Linked DNA regions of Callithrix jacchus: region 2 is linked to region 1. The links are chromatin contacts, called in public Hi-C maps. All regions are on one chromosome and are shown on one strand. Each heading gives the region's core, a stretch centred on a gene start, on an enhancer-like site or on the middle of the called end of the contact. The rest is flanking DNA. Distances are from core to core; before and after follow the strand shown.

The links. Hi-C and Micro-C count contacts between places; a contact is called where the count stands out from the background.
Region 2: a contact with region 1 is called in a Hi-C map of skeletal muscle, with 5 times the contacts expected there. The contact joins the enhancer-like site here to the promoter of TMEM233 in region 1. A contact is called at or near these places in 3 of 3 Hi-C or Micro-C datasets (induced pluripotent stem cells and skeletal muscle).

The regions. Positions count from the first base shown.
Region 1 is chr9:122,704,495-122,711,232 of calJac240_pri, reverse strand. TMEM233 (transmembrane protein 233) reads right to left here and starts at 1,836. Exons shown (of 3, transcript XM_002753067.6): 1 at 1,590-1,836. The coding sequence starts at 1,775. It overlaps LOC118144365 (a long non-coding RNA gene), which reads left to right and starts at 499. Exons shown (of 3, transcript XR_004729140.2): 1 at 499-1,462.
Region 2 is chr9:122,755,259-122,762,307 of calJac240_pri, reverse strand. TMEM233 (transmembrane protein 233) reads right to left here. Exons shown (of 3, transcript XM_002753067.6): 3 at 4,294-6,671. The coding sequence ends at 6,665. Among named protein-coding and RNA genes, the nearest start is that of PRKAB1, 21 kb to the left of the region's middle. Within about 2 kb of position 3,052, at least 1 of the 16 cell types and tissues checked has an H3K27ac peak or open chromatin away from gene starts, as enhancers often do. A contact at or near this core is called in skeletal muscle, where this site is marked.

The sequences.
Region 1 (6,738 bases), core at 587-3,086:
TTTGGGTTTTACAAATGTAACATGATACATTCATGATACATCTGAACTTCAGAGACTGAGGTTCAGAGATGCAGTGACTGCAGAGATCACACAGCTAGAAAGTGGGAGAATTTTGGGATTTGAATACAGACTTGCTTTAACTTTGGCGGCTGCGCGCTTGCATGTCCGTGCGTACGCCGTCCACAAACCCGCTTTGGGAAAGGGCAAGTTATGGGTGCAAATGGAGCCTTGCAGGTACCCACCAAGTGCACATGGTGCCACCACCCGTAGGTGGATTTGATGGGGGAGAGGCGGCTCACGATTTTCACCTTGCCGAAGCGGCTCTCCGTCTATGACCGGGGAGTTTGGTGGCTCAGCTGCAGGCGAGGTGGGCCGGTGGGGGAGGGAGTGCAACTGCGAGGGTTGTCCCGGGACATTGCCAGCCTGAACCTCACCCCGCCCGCCACCCCCGGGCCAGCTGCTTCAGTCAATAAGGCAGGGGCCTGGCAAGCACTCGTCACTCTCCTGGTGGGGTTTTCTTGGGTGTTCCTAGCGGGGTTGAAGGGGGCTGGGGAGCTGAGCTCCGGAAGGGTGGACTAGAAGCCCCAGCGTCCTCTCCTAGAGAGGCTGGCAGCTCCGGAGGCCGGTGCGCCGAGGGCAGGCAGAGCCACGAGTTGCGTGGAGTCCCCGAGTGCATTAGCGGGAGAGCCCCAGGCGTGGGACAGAGCGGTGGAGGGGCGCCTGGGAGCCCTGCGGGACACCAAGAGAGGCGAGGGTGGGGCTACTGCACAGCAAACAGGGAGGAACTACGGTGCGCTGGGTAGAAAGAGTAAGAGAGAGACGCACGCACTTTGCTGGTGAGGGGTCACAGGAAGAGCTTAAGAAAGGCTTAAAGAGGTAGCGGGTGTGAGCTAGCCTCGGGCTGGCGCGTTGGAAAGGGGATGCAGGAAGGAGGCCAAGAGAGGGAGCCGGGTATAGGAAGAAGCGAGAAGGAATGCTTGCTCGGACAGAGCCTGCGGTGCCAAATCGTGAAAACCGCGGGTTAAGGAGGGGCATCAGGAATGGCCTGGGGACCCCCGGAAAGTGGCGGAAGCGGTGCCGTTGGGCGCAGCAAAGAGAGAAGGGAGCACACGCTGAGACAGAGACAGTCCTGGGCGCTGGAGAGCAGGAGCCCCCTGCGCAGCAGGGAAGGAAACGTAGAGCCTCCGCGCTCAGAGAAAGGGACTTACTGATGCCCACTAGGGTGGCGCACATTGGGGCTCTAGAAAAGAGGGTTGAGAACCCCCGGGTGAGTGCCTAGGAAGGTCAGAGGAGTCAGCAAAGTCCATGGAAGAACTTCTCCCAGTTGGAGAGGAAACGCACCCTGGGAGCTGGAAGGGAGAGGAGAACCTGGCTGGGGGAAGCTTGATCAGGCTCTGAGCACCACGAGGAGTGCAGAGGAGGTGCGGATAATTGCGGGAAGAGCTCTGAGAGCCCGAGAAAGGTGAGGAGGAGGTGAGAGGACAAAGTACTCCTAGCTCGCCGGGCCGGAGGAGGGAACCGCAGAGAGCGCGCGGAGTCCCCTGCAGGGGTCTCTCCTCCCAGGCTGCCTCTGGCCGTAATACACTCACCATTATGGAAAAGACCAAAGCCACGATGTTGATGGGGTACGCAGGGCAGAAACACGAGACGATGGTGAGCCACAGGTAGTTCTTGGGCAAGGGGACGTCCTCCTCGGTTTTGTCATCTTCAGTGTTGGCCTCGGGGCTGCTGTCCAAAGCCCTCTTGAAGTCAGGGCTGGGGGCGTACTGAGACATGGGCGAGGCCGGCAGCGCAGGGAGGGCGGAGGAGCGCACGGTCTGCGTGGTCTGGGGCTCTGGCCGCTGGTTCCTGGTGAGGCTCTGAAAAGCCAGCGGCTCGGGGCTCAAGGGAGACGTGACCTCACCCCTTCTGCGTCCTCCGCCAGCACCCGCCCGGGCTCAGGGACCCGGGCCAAGAGCCTCCCCACAAGGAGAAGGGAGGGAGAAACGGAGTGAGGGGAGGCGGGGAGGACAGAGGGAGCGTCCGCACGAGAAACAGGGGACAGGCAGACGAAGGCACCCCATTCCCTGAAGGACACACCCAGACACCGTCGGAGGGACCCACAGACTCACACTGAGAAGTCTGAAATAAAGGAAGGCTCCGGGAAGGAGGACGCAAAGGTCCATTAAGTTCCAAATTGGCCAGCCCACGGGCTGAGGATGACCAGCTCATTTTTAAAAGCCACTTAATTCAAATACATTTAGGTAGGACGAGACCAACCCTATCCAGTTGGCAACAGACTCACTACTTGCTCTTGACTTCAGTGTTTTACCTTAACTGTCTGGTGTGTGGGCATTTGTCTCCCGTGCCTCAGACCTTGAACACTGAGCTCCAGGAATCTCTCCTCCCCACTCTCCCAGGTGCGCTAGGAACCAGGTGCCCAGCTTTGGCCGCAAAGCTTTCTACACTCTATGGGGAGCTCAAGAAACTGGAGACCAGTACAGTCAGCCAGTGGGCACTGCCCGATCCGTGCCTGTCCGGGTGTCCTCCCCAGTGTGGAAACAAGGAATTCTTCTTTCCACTTTTCCACCTGCAGGAACCCTAGGGAGAAATGCAGGTAGATAAGGCTGGCCTAGGCCATCTAGATGGATGAGTGGGTTGGGGAGAAGAGAAAGGTATTCACTTTGGGGACTAGAACGAGAAAAGCAATTGTATCGGTGTCTAAGCTATTAATGAGAGGGCCGTATGGACCAGAACTGAGGCTTGAATCCAGACAGAACTGGGAAATTGTCACTTCAGGAAAGTCCCATCATCTTGCTAAGCTCCTATTTCTCCATCTGAAAAAGGGGAAATAATAATAGTCCCTGCCTCATAAAGTCATAGTGACTCTTCTATGAGATGGTACATTACAGGTAAATCCACATGCTTGATAAATATTAGCTATTATTAGCATGCTATTCTTCCTTCTATTCTGAAACATACAGTGCATTATGCAGTACCCTAAACCTGATATCCCTTGCAAATATTTCATCAAAAATGCAGATATTCTGAACTGCAGGACCACAAATAAATGAAAATAATTTGATCATGCACAGTGTCAAAAGCAATTGCCCACATCATCATACTCAAAAGTATTAATCATCTTCTTGGCTTCCTTAGAACATAAGCTGATTGCCTGGGACATTCTCACTTATCTCATGAGCCATTCTTATTTGGTCATCTGCCTCCCTCATTGGACTGCACACTCCCAGAGAAAGGGGGTCATCTGGCCCATCTTCATGTCAGCATCTGGCACAGTTCCTGGTACAAGGGATGTACTTAGTATAGCTTTCTGGGTGAACACACAAAGATGAACATCTCCACCATGCCTTCTTTTCCATTTTGATGGATTAATGAAATGGGAATAGCTAGAAGATGAGATTCATCTACTGAATTCTCAACCTAGTCTTTGCATTGGCTGTTCCCTCTGCTGACTGTCACATGGCTCCACTTTCTTATTCCTCAGGTGACAGCTCAAGTAACTTCTTCAAAGAGAGGTATTTGTTTTCGATTTATCTAGCATAGGTCTCCATCATTAGTTTACACTTGCCAGCTTGTTATTTTTGTGTGTGTGTAGTGTGTGTGTCACAACTCTAATTTATTTCTTTACTTGTCCACTATCTGTTCTTTCTCTAGACTGTACCTGTCCAACCTGTTCAGAACTATATTTCCAAGTCTTAAGAATCGTCCTGGCACATAGTAGGAATGCAGGAAATGTTTCTTGAATGAATTGACCAAAATTACCTGGAAGTATTAAAAAATGATTTTCAGGTCTTGATCAAGACCTACTTTGATTAGAATTTCCCAGGTAGCACCCCAGAAATCTGTACTTTTAATGCCTGAGAAAACTGTATTTTTAGAACACCCCCTGGTGATTCTGATGCAACTGAGCAATTTCTCAGATCCCAGCTGTCTCTAATTCTTAGGACACAGTTCTGGATCTTTAGTTTGGAGATTCTCTCAGGTGTCTCAAACTCAATGTGTCAAAGAGGAACTCATTTTGGTCCTTGGTCAATGAACCCTGCCCACTTTTCCAGTCTCTTCTGTCAAGTATCTCCTTTCTTATTTATTTACTATTTATTTTTAGAGACAGAGTCTCACTCAGTTGCCCAGGCTGGAGTACAGTTTGGGCAATCATAGCTCACTGCAGCCTCAAACTCCTGACTTCAAGCGACCCTCCCACCTTGACCTCCCAAAGTGCTGGGATTGCAGGCATGTATCACCATGCCCAGAATTCTCTCCTTTCTTACTGCACTTCAGTTACATAGACATTTTCCCTGCTTTCTCCAACATACCTAACCTTTTCCCACCCCAAAGTCTCTGTACCTACTGATCCTCCTGGAATGCTTTCTCTCTTCCCTAGCTATTGGTTCCTTCTTTCCCTCCAGGACCCACTAACTCATATGTTGTCTCCTGACGGAGGCCTTCCCTGGCCATCATATCTAAAGTGGACCCCATCCTCTTATTCTCCATCCCACTTCCTTGTTTATTTCCTATGTCAGACATGGTCTTACTTATTTATTTATTTGTCTTCTTATTTACCGTCTTTCCCATTAGAAAGGAAGCTCCACAAGGGCAGAGATATTTTTTTTTGTTTTGTTTGCTTTGTTATCCCAAACACCCAGCACCGTGCCTGGCCCTTAGTAGGTGCTCAATAGATAATTCATTGTATGAATAAATTGTGAATTTAGTCATCCAAGTTAGGCACTTGGCGACATTCTTCTTCTCTTTCCTTCAGCCTCTCCATGAACTATTCATCAAACTTTTGATTCCTTCTCAAATGTGACTCTTCATTTCATGTTCTCTTTTCCCATCATCCTGGCCTTCCAATTCTGTCTCTTATTCACAGTGAAAAAGTGCTCCCTGAACCAAATTAGTGATCTGAGCCTAGTGAATTTATTTTTAAACTATTTTTATTTTTATTTTTCCCCCTTCTTTTCACAGGGGTTGATGAGGCTAGGTAATTTTGTTGGTGCCAGTAGCCCAAGGTTTGGGTATCATATGCAATTTTGCTTTTCAAAGTTTTGAACTGTATTGGTCACTGTAACCTACTAGCGTCATCTAAGGAAAGCCAAAAGGAGGGGTTATTAACTCATTTCCTTCTGCCAGGAAAACAGCTGTTTAACATGAGCTGAACACTCTAGAATCGTCAAACATTGACCAAACACCCACTGTTGCACTGAGTGCATTCCCTGTGTGTATCATCTCATTTAAGTCCTATAGCAAATTTTCTGAGGGAGGTGGTGAGGTTTTCTTTTTCGAAAATGAGGAGAGCTAGGGAACATATAAGTAAAGGGACATGTGTAAAGTCTTCTAGCTAAGAGGAGTTGCCAGAATTTGAACTAGGTTTGAGATGTTTGTTTAGGTAGCAGGTCCAGGCCAGAAAGGTAAATGGATATCTCTGACGTTCATTGGAGTTATTATGCTCTGCTCAGGGAAGATGGATTAATAGCTTGTTGACTGGTCTAAGATGTAGCATTGAAATTGCCATCACTTGAAACTTTTCAAATTAAATTGAAATGAAAGTGCCTACACCAGAAAGTGTAATGTATATGGTGTTGATTCTTGAGGGATGCATTAGATCACTCAATGGGGGTTTCTAGCTCTAATTTCCTGAGCTTCACTAATTTTCTCTTGAGAGGTCAGTTTATTGCTCTTGGATGAACCCTACTGGCTGATTGCTTAATAGTATGGCAATACCTACCCTCTTTAAAATGAGACAGAGGAGAAAGCAACTTTCTAATAGCCAGTCTAGAAGGGAAAGGCTTACTGTAGCTTTCTGGATTCCAGTGTAGCAACTTACCTTTTTGATCTTTGAAACAAGTTTTATTTCCAAATGTAAATGTAATATGTATTCATTTTAGAAAATTGAGAAAAACACAAACAGAAAGAGGTATTATCCAAGTAACCACTACAAACAGAAGGGGCTATTTCCTTCTGGTCCTCTTTCTACGTGTATATATCATTTTCCACTAAAACGAAATTATATACAATTTTGTTTCCTCTTTTTTTCACTCAATGTTATATGACAATTAACATCCTTTGCAGATATTTTCATGGTCTGTGTAATTTCCCACTGATTAAATGGGTTATTATTTATGTCACCATGCCCTGATCATAAATATTGAAGTTATTTTTAGTGTTTATACATTGTTATTTTAAAAATTGCTGTGATGAATCTCTATTGTACTGAGAATCTGCATTCACGACCTTTTCTTTGTGAATTGCAATCTTACAGGGTAGATATCAGTCTTTGAAAGGGCAGAGAAAAAATTCAGATGGGCTGGTTGAGAAGTTGTATCATGAGATATGTACAAAAGGTAAAATTAAAATTTAGACCAAGGAAACAACCACAGATTCAATGGACTACAGACATGAGATGCTTCATAAGAGATGAAATTAGATGGATTCAAAGAACAACTTCCCGATGCCAAATGGATCCCTGAATCTAACATTCAATGGCAATAGATTGGTGTTGAATCTATGAATGCGTGCTGGAAATCTACACTTTTTGATCTTAGCTATGTCTAGGATTCCAAAATAAAGGTGGGCTGGGGTAGAGGGGTGGGTGGTTGGGCGGGGGTGGAGAGAGAGAGAGAGAGAGAGAGAGAGAGAGAGAGAGAGAGAGAGAGAGAGAGATTCTGCTGATCTGTGAGAATGTAAGAGAAAGAGTCCAGATCTTTAGGAAATGGTAAGAGGTTGAGTGCATTTGCTGCCAAA
Region 2 (7,049 bases), core at 1,803-4,302, 50 kb before region 1:
GCGGTGGCTCACAGGCGTAATCCTAGCACTTTGGGAGGCCGAGGCGGGTGGATCACGAGGTCAAGAGATCGAGACCATCCTGGGCAACATGGTGAAACCCCGTCTCTACTAAAAATACAAAAAATTAGCTGGGCATGGTGGCACGTGCCTGTAATCCTAGCTACTCAGGAGGCTGAGGCAGGAGAATTGCCTGAACCCAGGAGGCGGAGGTTGCGGTGAGCCGAGATCGCACCATTGCACTCCAGCCTGGGTAACAAGAGCGAAACTCCGTCTCAAAAAAAAAAAAAAAAAAAAAAAAAAAAAAAAAAAGAAACACTATCTTAACTACAAAGCCTGCTTGTCATGGCAAAGTAGCATTTTGTGATTGGGAGTTAAAGACTGACTTTCCAACATTGTTTTTTTTTTTTTGAGATGGAGTCTCCCTCTGTTGCCAGGCTGGGGCACAGTGGTGGGATCTCAGCTCACTGCAACTTCTGCCTCCCAGGTTCAAGTGATTCTCCTGCCTCAGCCTCCCAAGTAGCTGGGATTACAGGACATGCCACCACGCCCAGAACATTTTTATATTTTTAGTAGAGATGGGGTTTCACCATGTTGGCCAGGATGGTCTTGATCTCCTGACCTTGTGATCCACCTGCCTCAGCCGCCCAAAGTGCTGGGATTATGAGCCACCTCACCCAGCTGACCTTCCAGCTTTTAATAATAAAGACCTTTTCAAGGACACACAAAAAAAGTTTGGATTTTAAAGGCTGGGTATGGTGGCTTACACCTATAATTCCGGCACTTTGGGAGGCAGAGGCAGGAAGATTGCTTGAAGCCAGAAGTTTGAGACTAGTCTGGGCCACATAGCAAGACGCTCATCTCTACAAAAAAAAAAAAAAAGTTTGAGTTTTAATGCCACGGGCAATCACTGGGTGTGTGGGCTGGATTTCAGCAGAGGAATGGCTTGATTAAGTCTAGGTTGTGAGATAACCCTGGCTGCTGTGTGTGTGTTTTAACTGAATGGATGTGCTGTGCAGGCAGGATGTAGTAGACAGAATAATGCTCCCCCAAAGATATCTCCATACAGATCCCTGGAACTCGTGACTATGTTGGGTTACGGGAGGCTTAACCCAAAGAGGGCTTAAGGGAGCAGATGGAATTAAACTTGCTAATCAGCTGACCTTAAATTAAGATTATTCTGGATCATTCAGGTGGACCCAAAGTGATGACAAGGGTCCTTAAGTGGGAAGAGAGAGGAAAAGGAGTCAGAGCAAAAGAGATGCAGTGTGAAAAAGACATCTTAAGGGGAGGAGCTAGATACAAAGAAAATAATAAGTAAGTAAACGACGACTTTGCTGACTTTGAAGATGGAAGGGTGTCCTGAGTCAACCAATGTGAATAGCTTCCAGAAGGTGGAAAAGGCAAGAAAAGGAATTCTCTCTACAAGCTTCCAGAAAGGAATCCACCCCTGCCATCATCTTGATTTTGGTCCAGCAACACCCATTTTAGACTTCTGACCTCCAGAACTGCAATATAATAAATGTGGGTTGTTTAAAGTCATTAAGTTTGCAATAGTTGTTATACCAGAGAGCCCTGTAAGAAAGCTACTGTAGGCCTGATGTGGTGGCTCATGTCTGTAGTCCCAGCACTTTGGGAGGCTGAGGTGGGCAGATCACTTGAGGCCAGGAGTTTGAGACTAGCCTGGCCAACATGGTGAAACCCCGCCTCTACCAAAATTACAAAAAATTAGCTGGGTGTGGTGGCACACACCTGTAGTCCTACCTACTCAGGAGTCTGAGGCAGAAGAATCGCTTGAACCCGGGAGGTGGAGGTTGCAGTGAGCCAAGATTGTGCCACGGTACTCCAGCCTGGGCAACACAGCACAACTCTATCTCAAAGAAAAAAAAAGAAAGCTACTATAACTGTTTAGGTGAGCTTTGGTAATGGCTCAAGAAATACTGATTTACCTTCCTTCTAGATGTGTGTTAGGTCCTCTTTCTTGGGGATGATCAGGCCATTTTTATACAGGCAAGATTTGGCTTTTTATGAGTTCCAGTGCTTTCACTCCAAAGTACAACTAGTCCCCATGCATGGAATTCCATGTCACCTGGGGGAGTAAACTTGGTCACAGTGCCAAGAGCAGACAGCTTGGGTGTGTCAGTGAACCAGTGTGTGAGTGTGAACTAAGAAAGTCTACACTGCGACAGGAAGAGAGATGAAGGCCATGACCAGGTCATTGCAGATTTGACTGGGTGCTCATCTGAGATTTGAAACAGCTACTCCAGTTGAAACTCTCAGATGCCTCATTCAGGCAATGCACAGAGGCATCTTTCTACCTCCCTCTTCTGACCCCTGATAAACAGATTTCTACTGGAATGAATGAATGATGAGTGAATGTATTAGAAAGGGAAGTCCTTCTTTCTGTGGCTTCTCCAGCAAGCATAAGTGATGCTTGAGTCATCTTTATGCCTGCCTTTCTTTGTGCTTGTCCAAACCAGAATTCAAAGTGTCTTGCTTGGTTCAGGGACCTATTTTTATAGGGCAACCCCCCCAGGCTTCAATATTCAACATTCACGAGTATTTTTAAAGGATTGGTTGTAACCCATGAGCATGAACTCTTACAAGATTCTCTCTTTTTTTTTTGTTGTAATTGGTGGCCCAGAACAGTCTCTTATATTTAGAAGCCTGAATCTAGGGTTACGTATCAAGATACGTGCATCGTGCTGTTTTGCTGAATGCAGCTGTCCTGCTGTAGGCCAAAGACGATTTGCTGATCCAGGAGCTGAGGCCAGCGATTTTATGTCTGCATCTGTTTCTGCCCGTAACTTGTGGGCCGAGACAGGGCAATTTCAAGAGCTGCGACCCTATCAGCCTCAGCAACTCGAAGAATGGTAGGACCGGGACTGACTCTTCCTTCTCTTAAGTATAGCCAGTGTGTTCTGCTATAAAGTGACACCATAGTACTTTGTTCAGGCCTCTGTCTGGGCACACTCACGTTTCCTTCTCGTGTGTGTGTGTGTGTGTGTGTGTGTGTGTGTGTGTGTGTGCGCGCGCATGTCTGTTTCCTTACTGGACTATTGCCACCTTCTCAGGGGTCTCTTAAACATGCTGGAATTCCCAAAGCCTAGCCCAGTTTCTGTGGTTGAGTAGTTGCTCTATAAATATTGGTCAAAGGAGGAGATGGATGAGAGTGACAACCCCACGGGGAAATTGTTTGGAAAGCTATTAGGTTACTTTTGCCTTGCATCTGGAAGGTGTAGTAAGAAGCGGCATGCTTAATGTGGACACTGGTTTTTTTTTTTTTTTTTTTCTTTTTGCCCAGCAACTCTCTCTCCTTCTTCTGGTAAAAGCACTTTGGTTTTCCTTTGGGGAACCACCCTTCCTGTACCCTCAATCCATAAAATTTGGGTGGAGCTGACCTCACATTCAGTTCCAGTGATTGAATCCTGACTTCAGGCCTGGCAGGTGAGGGTACCTCTTGCCCTTGGCCACAGCATCCATTTGTGTTGGCACAGTGGCTACACTTGTTTGTTAATGACTGGTATCCATTTTGATAGGTTGGTTTCTGTTTTATATCAATTGTTCATTATATTGAATTGAACCATTTTTTCCCCCTGGAGCTATTAGGGAAGAAATACTTTCCACAGGCATTGCTAAACGGGTAGGAAAAAGTCCAAAGCTGTTGGCAGTCGTCTTGTCCCTATTAAGCTGAAATGAACTCAGCAAGTTGGGGCTGAGACATGGAAAGGTATTTGTTTCCCAAAACCCTGTGCACCTGGATCCACCTGCACTTGAAGCAATCCCTGGAATTTTTCCATTTTATGAGCAGTAAACTCTACTTTTTGCTCTGTTTAGCCAGTTTTTGTAACTAGCTGATGAAAGAGTCCCTTGGCTGATACAATACACCAATCCGTTTTTATACTGCACTTTTGCGAGTGGGGCAGGGGCAATCTTGGATTTGGAGGAAGCTCTGGACAAGCCCATCATCCCAACAAAGACCATTTTCTTGCACTTAGAGCTTAGGACCTAGGAGATGCCCAACAAAAGTCAAGGCCCTTTTGTCCCCAACGATCTCATTTAATGACAGGATTTATTTTATTTTACTTTCACTTTAATGGGACCAACATTTTCAGTGCCTCATAAGAGGACATTTCTTGCCATAAATTAGTTGTGAGTGATGCCTCTCTAGCGCCACCCCTGGCCTCTCTGGAGTCTTCCCTGGGGACTGAGGCTGGAATAGATGAGTTTATTTTGGTTACAAAAATCTCTGGAAGGTGGGGAACCCCAAGAAAACACAATCCACACACTGTGGTACACAGGCTTCCTTAAAACCATTTTTATTCTGCCTCTCAGCAACACGTTTCATTTGATTTGGGTAAAAGGCCAGGGACCAAAACACATACAAACAAAAGACAGAATGTCAGAAACAGAAGAGTCAATCTATTGGAATGATGCTAGCATCTCTGTGTGCTGAGATTTCGTGTCCCTGATTCAATGTCCTCCTGGGACAAGTGCTGGCTCATCACGACATCCGGGTCAAATGACAGTTCTGATGTTCATCAGCTTTTATTTTTTTGCTAGGGTTCTGTATATGAAAAAATGCTGAAATTCCCCATTATCTAAGAACAATGGTTTGTATTGGTATAGAACTTAGAATCCCTCATCCTTCCAGGGTTGTTCACATCTATTATGGCAATTAATTTTCATAACAACACTGTGAGGTAAGTAGGCAGGCATTCTTATCCCCATTTTTCAGGTGAAGAAATTTTAGGCACAGAAAGGCTAAGGAACTTGCCTAAAATCAGCTTGCATAGGTAGTTAGTGGCCAAAACCACCCCTGCAAAAGCAAAAGGGCATTGGAACTCAGGTATTTTGACTCTCCGCCTCTTATTCATTTATTCATTCAATTAGAATAATCTGCTTTTCTTTTTTTCTTGCTCTGTCACCGAGGCTGGATTGCAGTGGTGCAGTCTTGGCCCACAGCAACCTCTGCTTTCCAGATTCAGGTGATTCTGATGCCTCAGCTACCTGAGTAGCTGCGATTACAGGCATGTACCACCATGCCTGGCTAATTTTTGTATTTTTAGTTGAGATGGAGTTTCACCACGTTGGCCAGGATGGTCTCGAACTCCTGATCTCAAGTGATCCACCCACCTTGGCCTCCCGAAGTGCTGGGATTACAGGCGTGAGCGACCATGCCTGGCCAGAATAATCTGCCTTTCTTTTGCTTCATTATCACCCTGTTTCTAACATTAATTCTTTGAAGTGACTTTTGCCACACATACCTATCTGGTGTGTTAATTACTTGAGTTCCCCTATTTTTCTTAATGTATTTGAACAGAAACAATATATCACATCCCCCACTGTGGGAGGCTGTAGATGGAAGGTAATAGATAAAATAAATACCATGACACAAAACAATAGCATTAAATTCTATCTAGACAGAAGACTCTAAACCTGAGGCCTGCTCTTTGTTAAAAAGGGAAAAGAGCCATTGTGTCGCACAAGGTGTTAAGGATTGGCTAGCACTAAACAGAGGCTTTCTTCTTGCTGTAATCAGGATGAAAAAAGAATAGGACAGGGGCAACATTCTTCGGGATTTGGTATTAATTAAAGTCGTTCCTCGAACTACTGAAAAGTGATCTTGTGTACCCCCAGTGGCACAGCCCTTATGCTTTGCAGACTTGGGGTTACTGTGTTCTGGCAGGCAGAATAATGGCATCATTAAATCAGTACATTCACATCCAAAGGGTTTACATTTGACAGAAAAGAAATACAATGGGTGGCATTTCCAAGTGGCATCCAGGAAAATGAAAGATCTCTTGCCTGAGACTTTCTAGAGAGAGAGAGAGAGAGAGAGAGAGAGAGAGAGAGAGAGAGATTGAAAAAAAAAAGTACATCGTATAAATACATCCAGTGTATTTCCGACACTGGGATGAAGAAGGTGCTCATGTGCCTAGAATTGGCCACGAAGTCCATTCTCAGAGTCTGTTTGAGTGAAGACTGAAGTTGTGGTCAAGTTGACCAACGTGGGTGCAAGCAAGAGAGGGGTAAGGATAAGACAAAAGGCCAGAAAAGCCTCTTCTCTGAGTCTTTGGTAACCAGATGGGTGAATTCTGGGCATGGGAGTGCTGACTCCCAGAGGAGGAGTTACTGAAGGCTGAAGTGAGGCTACAACATGTCAGAACAAAAGGAAAAGCAAATCCACAACTTGAGCTCTACTAGACAATTTTAAACATGCTGCAAATGTTTGTGCTCGAAATTGTAAAAACCAGCACTTGCTGATCTTCTAGAAACTTCCCTCTCCCCCTATATGGAGACCCCTTGGATCACCCCAGTGAAAAGTTATGTGATTTCCTGAGGCTTGCCTCTGGAGGACAGGAGTTGACACCACGGGATTCGCTAAACTGAAACAGTGAGATTTCATTTTTCTTTTTTCTGTTTTCTTTTCATTTTTACAAATCAATGACGTTGGCTGATCCGGCTGTGCAGCTTGGATTTCCTAAAATTTTGGACTTCTTTTTTTTTTTCTTGTTCATTTGCCAGGGACCTGCCTCTGGAGAGTCCTGGAGGAAAAGATCTCACAGTCTGAAGTCAAGGATCCATTCCTCAGAAACTCCTTTGGGGTGTGTGTGGATGAGGTCCATCCTCCATGCTCACAGCCCACTGACCAACCGCTGGTTCCTCAGGCACTGTATTGGACAGAGAGAGAAAGAGAGAGAGACCATGGGCTGAGCTTCCATGGTTGGCTTTCCCAGCTCGATGGCTTCCTTATTTGATGGCGATTATTCCGGTTAAACACGTGCTGACATGTACAAGCCCTCCTGCACACTTCTGACTCTAAGCAAGGGCTTCCTTTTGGAAAACATATTCTATTTGGAAAACGTATTTTATCTTACATGTGATAAATGCCAAAAACACACACACACAAACAAAGAAACAAACAAAGAAAATAAATACGGCAAAACGCCTCTTGAGCATGTCTGAACCTCACTCTCCTCCCTGGGGGTCAGTATGGCAGCACTCTTAGCAGTTTGGTGTGTGTTCTCCAGGTGTTTTTCTCTGCATGG